Linked DNA regions of Sus scrofa: regions 1, 3, 4 and 5 are each linked to region 2. A link is a contact called in public HiChIP or PLAC-seq data. All regions are on one chromosome and are shown on one strand. The core of a region is the stretch at or near the end of the contact, and the rest is flanking DNA. Distances in the headings are between cores, read along the strand shown.

Region 1 (2,723 bases), core at 142-2,641, 230 kb after region 2:
ATACCGCCGTGGTCTGTCCTTAATGGTGACTATTCAAGCCTGACTCAGTCCATTTACATTGAGAAAAGAAATAACAAAGCTTAGATCTCTTGCTTGTGACTGAATGGGGAATAGAAACAGGTATTTTTTAGTACCTGAAAAGTTCCACCCAAACCAAGCTTTGTTGCACAGGGTGTGCCAGCATTCAGGGCAACACCCTTCCTGCAGTCAGGGAACACAAGAGTGTGTACTCAAGTATTATTTGGTGACAAGAATAGAGCATTATTCTGAGTAATAAAGTGTTATTCAAATTCTACAAAAGTACATACATGCTGTAACATGGTGATTATTCTAAGAAAGAGTGTTTAATTTAGAAGTTACCTAACCTTTTGGGTTTCTATTTTTGATGACATTTGTAGTCTAAATTAGCAATAAACCTGTGTCTCTCAGGCTTTTCCATCAGACTCCAAACCTGATGCACAATTTTATTTTAGGATCAGCAGCCCATTTATGAGGGCTCAGTCTGTCTCAGAGATTTAAGGCCCATCTAGGCTCAGGTCATCTGCAGACAAAGAATGGAGAAGCAAAGGAATTAGTGCCGTTATCTTCATACAAAGCAGAAAAATGACAATATCACTATTGGACTGACATCCTAGAGTTCTGGGTAGGAGAGGAAGTCACAGAGTGGCTGATGTTTGCCAAGTGTTAGGACTTTGGCCTCTCCCAGTGTACTAACAAAATGCCCATAGCATAACATGGGTCCTAATACCAACAGGTGCTTGAAAAATTATTGCCAAAAATGAATTAATAAGTGGATTTGCAGAGCATCTAAAACTTAGTTAAGTACAACTAACCCTGGAATATTTTTTTTCCTCCGTCTTTACTTTTGTCCTGAGCCCTGAGGAGGTTAGGGGCAGGTATCAAGTCTTGTCAACTGACATTAGATTGATTGTTTTGTTGGTTCACATATGATCACAACAGTTAGATGGAATTATGGGTAATTTTCAATTGTCCAAACTTCCTATAATGTTATCATATTCCTCTACTACTTTTAATTTAAAAAATATAACACGAATTTCAAGCCCTAGTATTAAAAATTGAGTGACAAATTTTGATCTATCCAAAGTTACTTTAAGTAATAGAACTGCCATTATAAGTGACAAACAGTTGCTTTTTAAAAAATATAAATCAGTTATTTAATCATAATAACAGATACTATCTGTCATGTGCATAACACAGTTATAGCAAATCCACTTAAGGCTTCCCTGCAGTAGGGAAAAGGGCATGGGTGGAAACTAGAGAATAAAAGAGCCTTTATTTTAGGCCTTCCATTGAGAAAGACAGTGAGATGAATGACTTTATTTTAACCTCTGTACCCACTATGTGGTCACTTATTAATGACACTTACCAGAAAACACTCGTAAGCAACCTCAGAAATTTTGTCATTAGTACACGTAGTCTTCCTCATACTACTGAGAAAAGTACTTCATGAAATGTCTCAAAAAGGGAAGTTATTAAAATAAACATGTAACAGCTATGGTGGCCATCAGACCTAGACCAATGACGTCATTGCTTTTACCCACAAACCAACTTGCTGTCAGAAACCGTCCCACTTTCAGCTGAGAAACCAGGTCACATGAATTTAAGGCCCTTAACAGTTTAACCGTTCTATGAATACTATGAGGCCTGTCCAGAAGGAAACTGTGCATATGGCCATCCAAAGACAATATGGAATAAATACTGATGAGTTGTTTTGACCATGAACCCTGATAATTTTTCTTTTTTTTTTTTTAGGGCTGTACCTGTGGCATATGGAGGTTCCCAGGCTAGGGGTTGAAATCAGAGCTGCAGCTTTCAGCCTACACCACAGCTCACAGCAATGCCAGATCCTTAACCCACTAAGCAAGGCCAGGAATTGAACCACCATCCTCGTGGATATTAGTCAGGTTCATTACTGCTGAGCCACAACAGGAAGTCTCCCTGATAAGTCTAACTTTCAGCTAGATGCCTTTCTGTTGTCTTCCTAGCAGAAATACTCAGGTTATTTGAGTATTTAAAAGGAGGCTTACCGGGAGTTCCTGTCGTGGCTCAGTGGAATCAGAATCTGACTAGCATCCGTGAGGACACAGGTTCGATCCCTGATCTTGCTCAGTGGGTTAAGGATCTGGTGTTGGTATGGCTATGGCGTAGGCCAGCAGCTACAGCTCCAATTCGACCCCTAGCAGGAAACCTCCATATGCTGTGGGTGTAGCCCTAAAAGACGACCAAAAAAAAAAAAATGTTTACCAAAAAAGAAGGGATAGAAGGACAGAATGTGTTATTAAGTTCTTCAAGAGCAAAAGTTAAAGTGAATAAGCTGTTGTGAGTGCTTTTAGTATGTAAGTCTGTGAAGGAGTATGCTCATTTCTGTCATCAGAAAGTAAGAGATAAAAATCCCTTTAAAAATCACTGAATCAACATAGATGTGATCTTTATAGACATTTCTCATTTTTATCACTTCTGTCACTGAAGATTTGAATTTTCATTCACTTAAAAATATTTACTAATTTCCCATCAGGTGGCTGACACTGATCTGGTGCTTAGAATACATCGGTGAACAAAATAAACAGATCCCTGTCCTTATGGAGACTACATTATAGGTGGGAGACAGAAAATAATCCACAGACACAATAAATAAGTAATTTCAGTAGACATTAGAAGGGATAAATGTTATGGAAAATGGAAACATTAAACCAGGTTAAGAT
Region 2 (2,725 bases), core at 181-2,680:
ATTCTCATATTAATAAAGATACTATTCTCCCCCCCCCTTTCTTGGTGTGACCTTGCCAGGGATCCAGCCTGAGCCACAATAGTAACAATGCCAAATCCTTAACCTCTAGGCCACCAAGGAACTCCTTTTCTCTTTCTCCTCCCCTCACCACCCTTCTAGAAAATCAGCATCTGGACATTTCGAGGAGAGGAAGGCAGAGCATCTCCTTCATTCCAACCTGCCAAAAAGACACTGGCACTTACCAGCAAAGACATCTATCTGTACCCCATGACCCCGCAGAGAGGGAATGTGTTTTCCTCTTTCTGGTGGCTTCCTACCTCTCTGTGATTGACAAGTAGTTACAGATCCTGGAGATTGATAAAAAACAAAACCAAATCCTGCTGTGATCCTTTCACAGCCGGGCCCTTCCTGTTTGGTCTCTGAATGAGTTGCAGGCAGGACTATGGCAATCGCAAAGGAGAAGGCTGAAGGGAACATCAACGCCGCCCCCCCAAACCCCCCACCGCCCGCCCAAGACAAGACGAGGGATGGAGAGAGACCCATCCCGTGGGTCTACAGCTGCCGGTACTTCAGGCACCGGCGTGGGAGAGACATACCGGCGAAAGGAGAGAGCCCCCAAACCCAGAGCAGGTAGGTCTTAGGAACCCTGGGAGAGTCACCTTCCCTGGCCTCCCTTTTCCTCTGGTGTCATCTGGGAGGCACAGGGGAGAATCCCTGACAGGATTGTCTTGGGCAAACCACACGCCCTTGCGCCTCATTGTTCTTATTTGTAAAGGGAAGGGGTATGCAGTAGGTACCTCTGAAATGCTGTGGTTCTGAGGCTGATATGAGGCAGGAGAGACGAAGTCTCGCGAAGCCAAGCAATCTAGAAGCTTCTGGAAGTGGCTACGCTGCTCGCTCCCGACCAGTGGTTCTCGAACTTGAGGTGTATCAGAATTCCCTGGAGGGTTTGCTAAGGGGGGACTTAGCACTCCCAGAGTTGCCTTTCAGTAGCACTAGGGTAAGACCTGAGAATTCACCTTTCTAACAAGTTCCCAGGTGCTGCCCCTGCCGCTCGTCTGCGGCTCACCTGTCGAGCAAGCATCGCTGCTCTAGTCTACCTCCGCCCAGTGGAAGGAGGCTTCTGCGATGAAGGTCACCTAGGAGGAGCTTAGGAGTGCCCCCTTCAGGATGCGTACCTTTTCTTCCCACCTGCAGGGGGCAGCCTCGTTCTGCCTCAGCCTAGACGAAGGACCAGGATAACAAGGAAGGTAACTCCCGATTAAATACGCCCATTTCCTGAAAATTCTAGATAGACGCTAAAGTTACCCACGGGCCTGAGTCCGAGCCCTAGACAGGGGAGCTCTTTTACTCTGAGTTGTTCCCAGCCTGGGCTGGCGAGGGCTCTACTACCGAAAGTGGGCAGCTCTGCTGATGCCGGACTCCCGGGGCAGGGAGTGCGCTTCATTCGCCTGAAAGCTCACCCTGCTAGCAAAGTGCTGCCTCAGCGTCAGGGCCCAGGAAATGTTCCACGGAAGAACAAATTAATATTTGTTTGAAGATCTGTGCAAGAACTAGTGAGAGAGAAGGGCAGAAAATGATGGAATGAATTTTAAACATGGTCAGTCTAGCAGGAGACACTGACCACTGTTTCAGAAAACGAGAGCGTTTTCTGAAGCTGGGTGATTCTCCCTCGTGAAACAGCGCAGGGCCTCCCAAAAGCTGCAGCATTCGGCGGAGCAGAAGGCTGCAGGAGCAAAACCTGCCAGAAGGGGGCGCCTCGACATTTCCTCCTCGGAGTCAGCCCCAAGCAAGGCATCCGCCAGTCCTTCCATTATCTTAAAAAAAAAAAAAATTATACTGCAGGGTGCCTCAAACTTTTATTTAAAACAAGGTGAAAGTAAATAATCAATATAAAAAAAACCCCAAGCTGAACAAAAGCCTTCTATTTGTGCAGCAAACAGCCTATCAAGTCCAGAGGGAGGCAGTAACTGCCATTCAGAAGGAAGCTGCCTGGCCAATAGACTTGCCCAGTGTGGAGGAGGAAGACAATTTGGGGGCAAGGAAGAAGAAGCAGCAGAGGCTCTGACATGGGTAGAAGGTGTTTGGGGTGGGGAGAGAAGACTAGTCTGCTTGGAAAGGACTCCTCTTCCCTCTTCATCCTTCAGGCTGGGAGGTCTGATTAGGGCCTGAGGATGATCACAACAGTCAGAATATCTACCCTGGTGTGCTCAGTTTCCCACTACCGCAGATTTCTGCCCAAATTCCAGATATTTAGAACATATGAAAGTGGTATACGCCAGGCCCACTGTCAGTAGGAGAGGCCTCCTAGGTGGGTCTCTAAGGGTGGCTCTAGGCCTGTTCTGCCCCATTCCTACAGTCTCAGAGTTCCTCTAATGGCCATAGTGATCATGCCATGGGGCGAGATCTGCATGTAAGACCGGCCGTGGACGTGAGACAGAGCAACCTCACAGGATGCAGCTGGAGGTCAACTCACAACCAACCATTGCGGCAACAAGTGACCCTCGTTAGCAACATTATCTGTCCCCTGCACTTGTAGCAGGACACATCATGATGTGGCACTTTTCACTAAAGTGTTCCTCATGCTTTTTATCTCTCCTTTTTTGCAGAATGCTCCTCCTCCTATGTTGTTAGTCTGCTTTGGTGGTGTCATCATTCACAAAATCTCCTAAACAAGAAACTTTCTAGCTATTTATTTTTTATTTTTTTACTCTGTGCCACATTC
Region 3 (2,928 bases), core at 217-2,716, 140 kb after region 2:
GGCGTCTGGTGTGGCAGACACTGTCACTACTTTGCCTATATCATCTCTGTTTTCACTTCTGTATACCAAAGGCTGCTTATTTCACACCCCTGCCACCCTGTCTCTGTGAGCCTTTATTTGGCCGGGGAGCCAGAGGAGGAGGCTTACTGTCCTAGAAGCAGCCTTCAACCCATGGTAGATGGGGACATGATGGATAACGAGCCCAGCTTCCTTGTATCTCGCGTGAGATGACTGAGGCGTGTCTGCACATTGAGGTTAAACCTAGTTGTCTAGTTGTCCTTAGTGATCACTGTTTGATAACATCCTTTGCAATCTTTCTTGCCTTCACAGCTTCCCTTCTCCATTCCCCTTCCAGTGTTTCCTGGGATCCCCTTCCTAACGACCTGCTTGTCCTGGAATCCTTGTTTTAGAGCATACTTCCGTGGGAACCCAAACTAAAACATCCAATTCACTGATTGCTCCGACACATGATACACGACTGAACAGTCCCCAGGTGTCACCCTTAACCTTCTGTCTACTTCCTAAACATGAGAATAATCTAGTTGGAAGAAAAGTGACATTTAACCTGCACCTCTTTGGAATAGTATTAAACCCTGTCAAAGTGTAAAATCAGTAGATTTTATTGCCAAGACATGTGCATGGCCAACTTTCCCCACCTTCCATCTGTCAGTAACCCCCTCCCCCCCACCTCCACCCCTAACCAGAGGGACTCCCACAGCCTACTGGATCTCTGTTTGGTTTAAATTTTTATGTCGTGCATTATTTAACTCACATGTAATTGAAATAGTATTAAACTCTTTCTTGATTAATTCTCCCTGGAAATTCTCATCAACTATTTAATAGAAGTTCTGTTCTATTACCGAAGCTGATCAGATTCTTTTATTTAAGGACTGAAAGGAGGACGCATGTCAGACTCACAAGCCCATTTTCCTGGTCAGCCTTCTTTGATGATGTAATTTTTTTTTAAATCTCTGAGGGAGTCATGTTTGTTAAAGGAACAGTCCTTTTAACTTCCCTCTGATTACTGAGTTCCTAAATCTCTGCAGCTCCTCAGAAAACCTGCTATAGTTTCAAGCAACCCTTTAAAGTGGTAATTCTCTGCCCTAGGTGTGCATGGAAATTACCCAGGAGCTTTTATTTCCAGAGACTTTTGGGTCCCACTGTAGATCAGTCAAATGGCTGTGTCTGGGCAACAGTAGCTTTTTTGTCCAGGGGGCCCTGATGCGCAGCCAGAGCTGAGAGCCACTGATTTAAGAGGGCAGAGCTTCCAAAGCTATGAACACCAGTTGCCCCATGAGCTGCAGCTCTAGACAAAGCAGGAAGAGCTAAGCGTCACTGATGGTACCCCCAGGTGATAGCACACATCCTAATAATCCAGTCTCTGCATTTGTGGGCTGCTCCACCCTTCCCTCCAACCTCCACTCATGTTTTGCTCCCTGCACTTGAGCCAAGAGGCCTCAGGAAGCCTCTCATCAAGCCGCCCACACTCTAATGAGAAAACATCCACCATGCAATGCAATAACCTTTTGTTCCCATCACAGAGCAAAGAACTCTGCTCCCCAAGGAGATTTCGAATCAAGAATTTTATTTTCTTGTTTGAAAGTTTGTGCCGTTGAGCCTCATGCATTTTCATTTCTCATGCATTTCCATTTCCCTATCTTCCAATTTGGGAAATTTTTGTTCCTGGCTGAACCTCTGTGTATTTTCTCAGCCTTGGTGGATGTGGCTGCCTTTATCCCTGGGGTGTCATTCTAGAGAAGGAGTTCCTCCTGTTCCCAGAAACAAACAAAAAAAATCCAAAAAAGAAAAGAAAGAAAGAAAATGGAACCTATAAACTGGGACATCTGTCTACAAATGACCTCTATTAAGCCCGACCCTTGAGGAGCTTAGGGCCCTGCAGGACTTCTTTAAGCCTGATAATCCTCTCTTGTAAAACTTTAAGAAACCACAGTGAGTGACCATTTGGGACTCCACGCCAAATGGTAACATAATTTAATTAAGTAGGTCCATGAACTTTCTAAAGTGTCTGTAGATTTTGGTGTATACATGCATTTTTTCTGAGGAGACGATCTCAAATTCTCATACAGGTACGTGACCCCACGAAGTTTAAGAATTAGCAATTTCATGCTTCCTCCCTCTTTCCCAAGAGCCCAAACACAGATATTTGACATGAGGCACTAACGCTGACACTTTTACACACCCTTGGCTCCTCCCTCCTTGGCCTTCACCGTCCGGGGGCTCTGGACACAGCATATGAACTGCTGGTCTAGAGAAAGGGGCTCTAGGGTCCCACAGTACCCAGAAGCCAAGAGCCAAGAGGACAAAGTGACCTGGTTCTGAGGGCCCAGCAGTGCTTCAGAAGAAGATATGATGTGGGTTCTTTTTTAAATATAGATTATGTCGGAGGAGTTCCCATTGTGGCTCAGCGGAAACGAATCTGACTCTCATCCATGAGGACGCAGGTTCGATCCCTGGCCTCAGTAGTTTAAGGATCTGGCTGCAGACACGGCTCAGATCTGGTGTGGCTGTGGCTGTAGCTGTGGCGTAGGCTGGCAGCTACAGCTCTGATTCGACCCCTAGTTTGGGAACCTCCATATGCTGCGGGTATGGCCCTGAAAAGACAAAAAAAGAAAATTTTATTGGAGCATAGGTAGCTTACATTGTTGTATTAACCAAGTGAATCAGCCATACATTTACATATATATCCATTCTTTTTCAGATTCTTTCCCCATATAAGCTATCACAGGGTACTGAGTAGGCTTCCCTGAGCTGTATTGTTACAGATCGATTTTGTGTGTAGTGGTGTGTATATATGGCATGTGCTCTTAGGTGGCCTATGAGGTCCCCAGCAAACATTGTGCAGGATGAATGTACCTGCAGACCGAGGGCTGCGTTGCTTAGAGAGGATCATCTCCCTCTTCAGCAAGT
Region 4 (2,759 bases), core at 176-2,675, 190 kb after region 2:
TTAGAATAAATACATATTATGAATAGAACCACCTCTAGTAAGCAATTAATAAACATTCTTGGGTTATATATTGACATAAATATATTTTTAAACCTTAAGAGGAGACAAAGTATTAACAAGGTCAAGGTTACCCCATTTCCTCTTGATAACCTTGGTGGGCATCCTTTCAGCTGCCTTTTTAACACTTTCTAGCATCATCTCTATAACTTGCCTATGTGATTTTTCAGGTAGCAGCTGTGTGATCAAGTAGTTGTATGCATGTGCATGTGCACATGTGCACACACACGCAATGCTTCTAGGAACAAAAGCTGGCCCATAACATTAGCTCAAGTCAATAGAAAATAAAATGCTTTTCTTTCTTCCTTTTTTTTTTTTTTAAAGCTTAGTGCAGGCACCCTTCTTAGGGGCATGCTGTCAGTCCAGGCTTTTGTCCTGGCTGGCTCCTGATTTTTTAATGCAAGCTGAAAGTGCCACTCCTACAAACACACTCCTTGGAGCCCACTTTGGCTTGCTGCCACCTGCCCTTGCAGGATTAAGAAGCATGGATCCATTGCTATTATAGAGTCTGAAGCAGAGCCAAGAAGAAATCTCAAAGGACCCTCTCTCTAGACATATTCGAGTAGAATAAAAATGAGATACAAATGATGGCACGGTGCCTCTGGCACTCTGGGGGCAAAGTGGGGGCTGTGTTGTAGGTTAGGAGGATATTCCGGTTCTTGGGAGAAAAATTAAATTAAAACATGTTGTTGTTTTATGTATTTATTTATTTTTGGCCACACCCAAGGCATGCAGAATATCCCAGGCCAGGGATTGAACCCACACCACTGCAGTAACAGAGCCACAGGAGTGACACGGATCTTTAACCCACTGAGCCACAAGGGAACTCCCAAACATGTTATTCTTTAGCTATGAATTTCCTTCAGACCTCTTATCAACAGGGTGGATCTTTTTGTTGTTTATCCTCAGAGAGCAAATTGGAATTCCTTAAAGCAAACATACACATTCAGGGTTGTGCCGGGCAGAGTTGAGACGTGTCTCCATGACTTTTTATTTTCCCAGAATCCCCATCCTGCTAATAGTTAACAGAGAAAGCAATCGAAAGCACTCATTTATGCTAAAGTGTTAGACTTGATGTGCTACTTCTCCCAGAGGTACCTACACTCCAGAGATAGCTGCTTTCCAGAAGCTTGTGCAGAGCAAACAATATTTAACCTAAAAGAGTATACAGAACTAATGTTAGAAGTTCAGTGCTTTTAAATCACCCTTTCCAGAAAACCATCTATTAATGCAAGAGTGGATCTAAATATATCTGTCTGATGCGGTGACAGGGGGGAAAAAAAGAGGAATGTCATACATAACAAACCTAGAAGGATAAGTCATGACTTCCGCTATTTTTCCTTCCTGCTTCCCTTACCAATCATTTTAGCCCTCATAATGGTTCCAGCACCTTCACACCTCCAATGCCTCTGCCTTCATGACTAAACCAGTTCTGAAGACTCAGCAAAGCATGTCACATGTTTTATTAGTAAAGATAAAGTCAGTGCTGAGTTCAGTGCAAAATGAAATTAGGGGTCACAACCAATGCCACGGAGTAGAACAAAATGGGAAAAAGTTCAGAGGAGAAATGTCAGACCACATAAGAGCTACACAAGTAGCCTGCAAAGCTGTGGGAATCACTAATGTTTTTATGCGAAAGAAGGATATTTAAGCTAATGATGCTTGATTGTTTTTCCCTTTTATTCTAAGAGTAGGAAGTGAAAAAAAAAATCCACTTGATTGTATCAGGATCAGAGAATGTACCAGGTATTTGCTGACCAACAGCCTCTCTGTGCCTCTATCATCCCTTCAACCCCCATGCATTATTGTCATTTATTATGCTTTGGATCCAGCACAAGCAATTATACCTCAGTGTGGTGCCAGGGACGGGAGGAGTGGTCCACCCAGGGGCAGGCCACCCAAGGGTCCCTGGCCTGGAAAAGACCTAAAAACTAATAAAACCAGCTAGAAATCCAGTCTGCTTCCTATTATCACCATGGCAAGCAATTCTAAACAATGCCGGTAAAAAAATGCTCACCGCTCACCAGAAAAAAAAAAAAAATGCTGCAATTGCTGTTGAGTTTTAACAGTATAAATGTAAGCTGCAGTTTAACACATTTTCTATTGCTTCTTCTTTAGTAAACATATTCTGTGTTAAAGTTGATTCAGAGAATTAACTCTGCATTTATTTTGAGAGTAACTGCATAAGAAAGCTTGTTTTGAGCATACGTGATCAGCCTCTTTGGTCCTTCAGATTCCTTCAAATTCAATTCAAACAATTGATTCAAAATCAACAGTCATAGCACAATGATGGTAGAGACAAACAGAACTTGAGTTACTTCAATTCTGTCATTCTGTGTGACCACATGGAGTTTTTATTGTGTTTAAAGTTTCTGGCATTTATTGTCAAATGGGATTTTTATGCATCTCTGCCAAATGTATCCTTATGTTGAAAACTCTTCCTATTTATTTAAACTGTTACTTCAGGTGAAAGAGAGCTTCTGAAATTAAAATTAATGAAAAATGTTCTTTGATCAAAGATGGATCAACACATCATGAATATGGGAAGAAAAAGGAGTTTGACAAAGTCATTGACAAATGTGCAGAAGTTAATTGCAAAAACAGAAACTATAGCAATTGCTATTCATTACTATTAAAGATCAATAGGTAAGTCTAAGTTTTCATCTTTTTCTTCAAAAATACATTCATGAAATTGAAAGTAT
Region 5 (2,820 bases), core at 289-2,788, 170 kb after region 2:
TTAAAATCTCCATTAATGGCTGAGCTCAAATTTCCTGCCAGCCCAGTGGGCCAGAGATGTAGAATCAGATGTAAAGAAAGCAAATTAATGTGACATTGCTCAAGTCCCTGGATAATGGAATGAGATTCCTGCCTTCTCCATTAGCAGAAGAAAGATTTGTCCTATGACTTGAAAGTGTCTGAAAGACCCCAGAACCTTCCCACAAAGGGAGAACAGAGCAGCTAGGAAGGAGGTGTCCCTGGTCCTCTGGGGAACCTGATCAGCCTCTTCAAATCCACCACCAATGCTTGAAAAATAGCTCTCGCCTCCCTGGGGACCAGCAACCCCTCAGATGAAAGGTAGGATCAGTGGAGCGGGCCGTCACAGTAATCACTCTGGGGTGATTTGAGTGTTTCAGGGTATCTCTTGAGCAAAAATACCAACCTAAGCACTTAAACTTCCTCAATCATATCTTTATTCCTTCCAGTCCTGAGATTTTCAGACTTCAGTACACATATTCCTGGGAAAACATGAACCTAAGTGAGTGTATTTAGTGCTTCTCAGGTGTGTTCAGTGAAAATACCTGGATCAGACTCACCTGGGGAACTTGATAAAAACATGTATTCCTGCACCCTGCCCCAGACCTACTGAATCCGTTCACTGGGAATGAGGAAGGGGGCAGGGTATCTGCATTTTTAACAGGGGTCCAGGTCATTCTAATAATCCTCTCAATTCTGAGACCTTCTGGAGTGGAATTGGGGGAAGGGCAACAATCTGGCAATAATCATGTAGGGCAGGAGTCACTGTCCCCAGGGGTCAGACCACAAGCCTCAAGGGTCTACGTGACGCCCACATGGTGTGAAGAGTCTGTGCATATAAGCTGATGTGTATTTTCCATGGAAGAGAGGTCCTAACCCCATCAGGCCTCTCAAGCCTTGCTCTTCAAAACAGCATCCATGTCGGCATCACCCTGCAACTTGTTAGGAATGCTGACTCTCAGGCCCCACCCCAGCACTGTGGACTCAGAATTTGCATTTTAACACAATCTCTTGATGATTCTCTTGCATGTTATTGAAGTTTGACAAGCCCTCGTCTGAGGCGAGTGGGGACACTGAAAGGCTTTGTGTGTTGTAGCAGATGTTCTCTCCGGGCTCTTGCAGTCCGGGAGCCCAAGTCTGCTCCTCTGTGTGGTTCTGTGACTCAGCCAGCCCAGGCCTCCCGCCAGGCAGCCAGGACCATCCCCTGTCCCTATGCTTCAGACTCTCCATCACAAAGGCGAGGTCAGCGTGGGGCTGCCGTGTCTCCCTGGCTCGCCTGCCCAGGCAGCTGGGAGTGGTGCCCATCTGCTCCTGTGGCAGGTTCAGGCGGCTGCAGGGGCGGTCCCCCTTGGAGTGGCAGAGTTGAGAGGTGGTAAGAGAAATGAGTGCAATTGTACCCCACCCCTTTGGTTGCAGGCTGTGTGGGTGAGAGAAAGAAAGGGGATGCTAGGATGGCACCCCATAGCCCTTCCCCTGCAGGCTCCCGCTGAGTTTACTCCTTCTTAAGCTGGTCCTGGCTGCCCTCCCACTGCTCAGCACTCGCCCACACCATCCTTCCTCTTCAAAGACGCCTGCCAGAAGACTCTTACTTTGCTCCAATATGTGGTTGGCCAGGGGCCAGGGTCTGGCTGCCGACAGACTGACTAACCACTTAGCCAGCGATGGCGTCCCCCTCCAGGAGCAGCAGCTGACCTCGCCTCTCCACCCTGTGGGCATGGCATGGGCTGCCCTTGGCCATGGCCTTCAAAGACTTGGCTCCATTCTCTGTGTCACCACCTTCCTACCTGCTTGCTCCCTTCCTCTTCTTTCTTTATTCTTCTCTAATTCCTTCTGCTATTATTTCTCCCTATCCCCCTTCAATCCATTGTCGTCATGTACACATGGATATGCTTCAGTATCGCCCAGAGCTACCTCCTCCACCCCACATACCTTTCTAGCCACTGCCCTAGTTTTCTCCCTGCCAGCAGTAAAACGTCTTAGAACAATAGTCCTTATGTATTATTTCTCACTCCTCCTTTCCAGTTGTTATTTCCTCACTGCAACTTGCCTTCAGTCCACACTGCTTCACCCAAACTGCTCTTACAAAGGACCCCATGCCCACCACGATATAAATCCAGTAGTCACTTCAGTCTTTCCATCCTACTTCTCAGCAGAATTTGATACAGTGTCACTCCCTCAGTCCTTGTCTCCCCTTACATCCCAGACTGTTTTCTTCCCAGCTCCTTCTTGGCGGCTTGAGCCAGCTTCCTCTTCTATTTGACCCATAAATGTGTCATTCTGTCTGCACGCCCCTCCAGGCCCTCTTTTCTTTTTTTTTCTTTGCATTCTTTTTGTTTGTTTGGTTTTTGTTTTTAATTTAGGGCCCAAATGATTCCATTATAGAAAAGTAAAATCTTTTTTTTTTTTTTTTTTTCTAGAGCATCTTGGTGTGGGCTGAGATTCCTCCCTAAAGAACAAGCAAGCATAAATCTTAATTTCTAACCATAATAAGCACCTCTAAGGAAAAATTTTATTTGAGAGAGAGCCCAGTAAAGCACCTAATTCATAGCGATGTATACTGGGGACGGGGGTGGGGGGGGAAAGCCTCGCTGAGAAAGCTGACACCTGAAGGATGAATGGAAATTGGGCAGGTGCAAAACAAAACAAAACAAACCCCCCAAATCAGCAAAGACTAATGCTGATAACATCTACATCCCTACCTCCGACCCACACTTCTCTGTGCTCTGTTTCTTCTGTCTATTTCCATGGGTTCTAGCTCAGGTAAGTCAAACTTATTACATCCACTTCAGAAGTTTGGATTTCT

The links. HiChIP or PLAC-seq counts read pairs in DNA pulled down with a chosen protein or histone mark.
Region 1: a contact with region 2 is called in an H3K27ac HiChIP or PLAC-seq map of alveolar macrophages. The contact joins two enhancer-like sites. A contact is called at or near these places in 1 of 47 Hi-C or Micro-C datasets (embryonic fibroblasts) and 2 of 2 datasets of contacts at active chromatin or transcription factors (alveolar macrophages and skeletal muscle).
Region 3: an H3K27ac HiChIP or PLAC-seq map of skeletal muscle shows a contact between it and region 2. The contact joins two enhancer-like sites. A contact is called at or near these places in 9 of 47 Hi-C or Micro-C datasets (adipocytes, blood, fibroblasts and 5 more) and 2 of 2 datasets of contacts at active chromatin or transcription factors (alveolar macrophages and skeletal muscle).
Region 4: an H3K27ac HiChIP or PLAC-seq map of alveolar macrophages shows a contact between it and region 2. The contact joins two enhancer-like sites. A contact is called at or near these places in 1 of 47 Hi-C or Micro-C datasets (embryonic fibroblasts) and 1 of 2 datasets of contacts at active chromatin or transcription factors (alveolar macrophages).
Region 5: a contact with region 2 is called in an H3K27ac HiChIP or PLAC-seq map of skeletal muscle, with 4 times the contacts expected there. The contact joins two enhancer-like sites. A contact is called at or near these places in 2 of 2 datasets of contacts at active chromatin or transcription factors (alveolar macrophages and skeletal muscle).

What each region holds. Positions count from the first base shown.
Region 1 is chr3:77,672,255-77,674,977 of Sscrofa11.1, forward strand. No RefSeq gene overlaps it. Among named protein-coding and RNA genes, the nearest start is that of PELI1, 67 kb to the right of the region's middle. Within about 2 kb of position 1,392, at least 7 of the 83 cell types and tissues checked have an H3K27ac peak or open chromatin away from gene starts, as enhancers often do. A contact at or near this core is called in alveolar macrophages, where this site is marked.
Region 2 is chr3:77,445,996-77,448,720 of Sscrofa11.1, forward strand. No RefSeq gene overlaps it. Among named protein-coding and RNA genes, the nearest start is that of AFTPH, 25 kb to the left of the region's middle. Within about 2 kb of position 1,431, at least 46 of the 83 cell types and tissues checked have an H3K27ac peak or open chromatin away from gene starts, as enhancers often do. A contact at or near this core is called in alveolar macrophages, retroperitoneal adipose tissue, skeletal muscle and 1 more, where this site is marked.
Region 3 is chr3:77,589,690-77,592,617 of Sscrofa11.1, forward strand. No RefSeq gene overlaps it. Among named protein-coding and RNA genes, the nearest start is that of LGALSL, 110 kb to the left of the region's middle. Within about 2 kb of position 1,467, at least 5 of the 83 cell types and tissues checked have an H3K27ac peak or open chromatin away from gene starts, as enhancers often do. A contact at or near this core is called in retroperitoneal adipose tissue, skeletal muscle and subcutaneous adipose tissue, where this site is marked.
Region 4 is chr3:77,638,811-77,641,569 of Sscrofa11.1, forward strand. No RefSeq gene overlaps it. Among named protein-coding and RNA genes, the nearest start is that of PELI1, 100 kb to the right of the region's middle. Within about 2 kb of position 1,426, at least 4 of the 83 cell types and tissues checked have an H3K27ac peak or open chromatin away from gene starts, as enhancers often do. A contact at or near this core is called in alveolar macrophages, where this site is marked.
Region 5 is chr3:77,614,338-77,617,157 of Sscrofa11.1, forward strand. No RefSeq gene overlaps it. Among named protein-coding and RNA genes, the nearest start is that of PELI1, 120 kb to the right of the region's middle. Within about 2 kb of position 1,539, at least 41 of the 83 cell types and tissues checked have an H3K27ac peak or open chromatin away from gene starts, as enhancers often do. A contact at or near this core is called in alveolar macrophages and skeletal muscle, where this site is marked.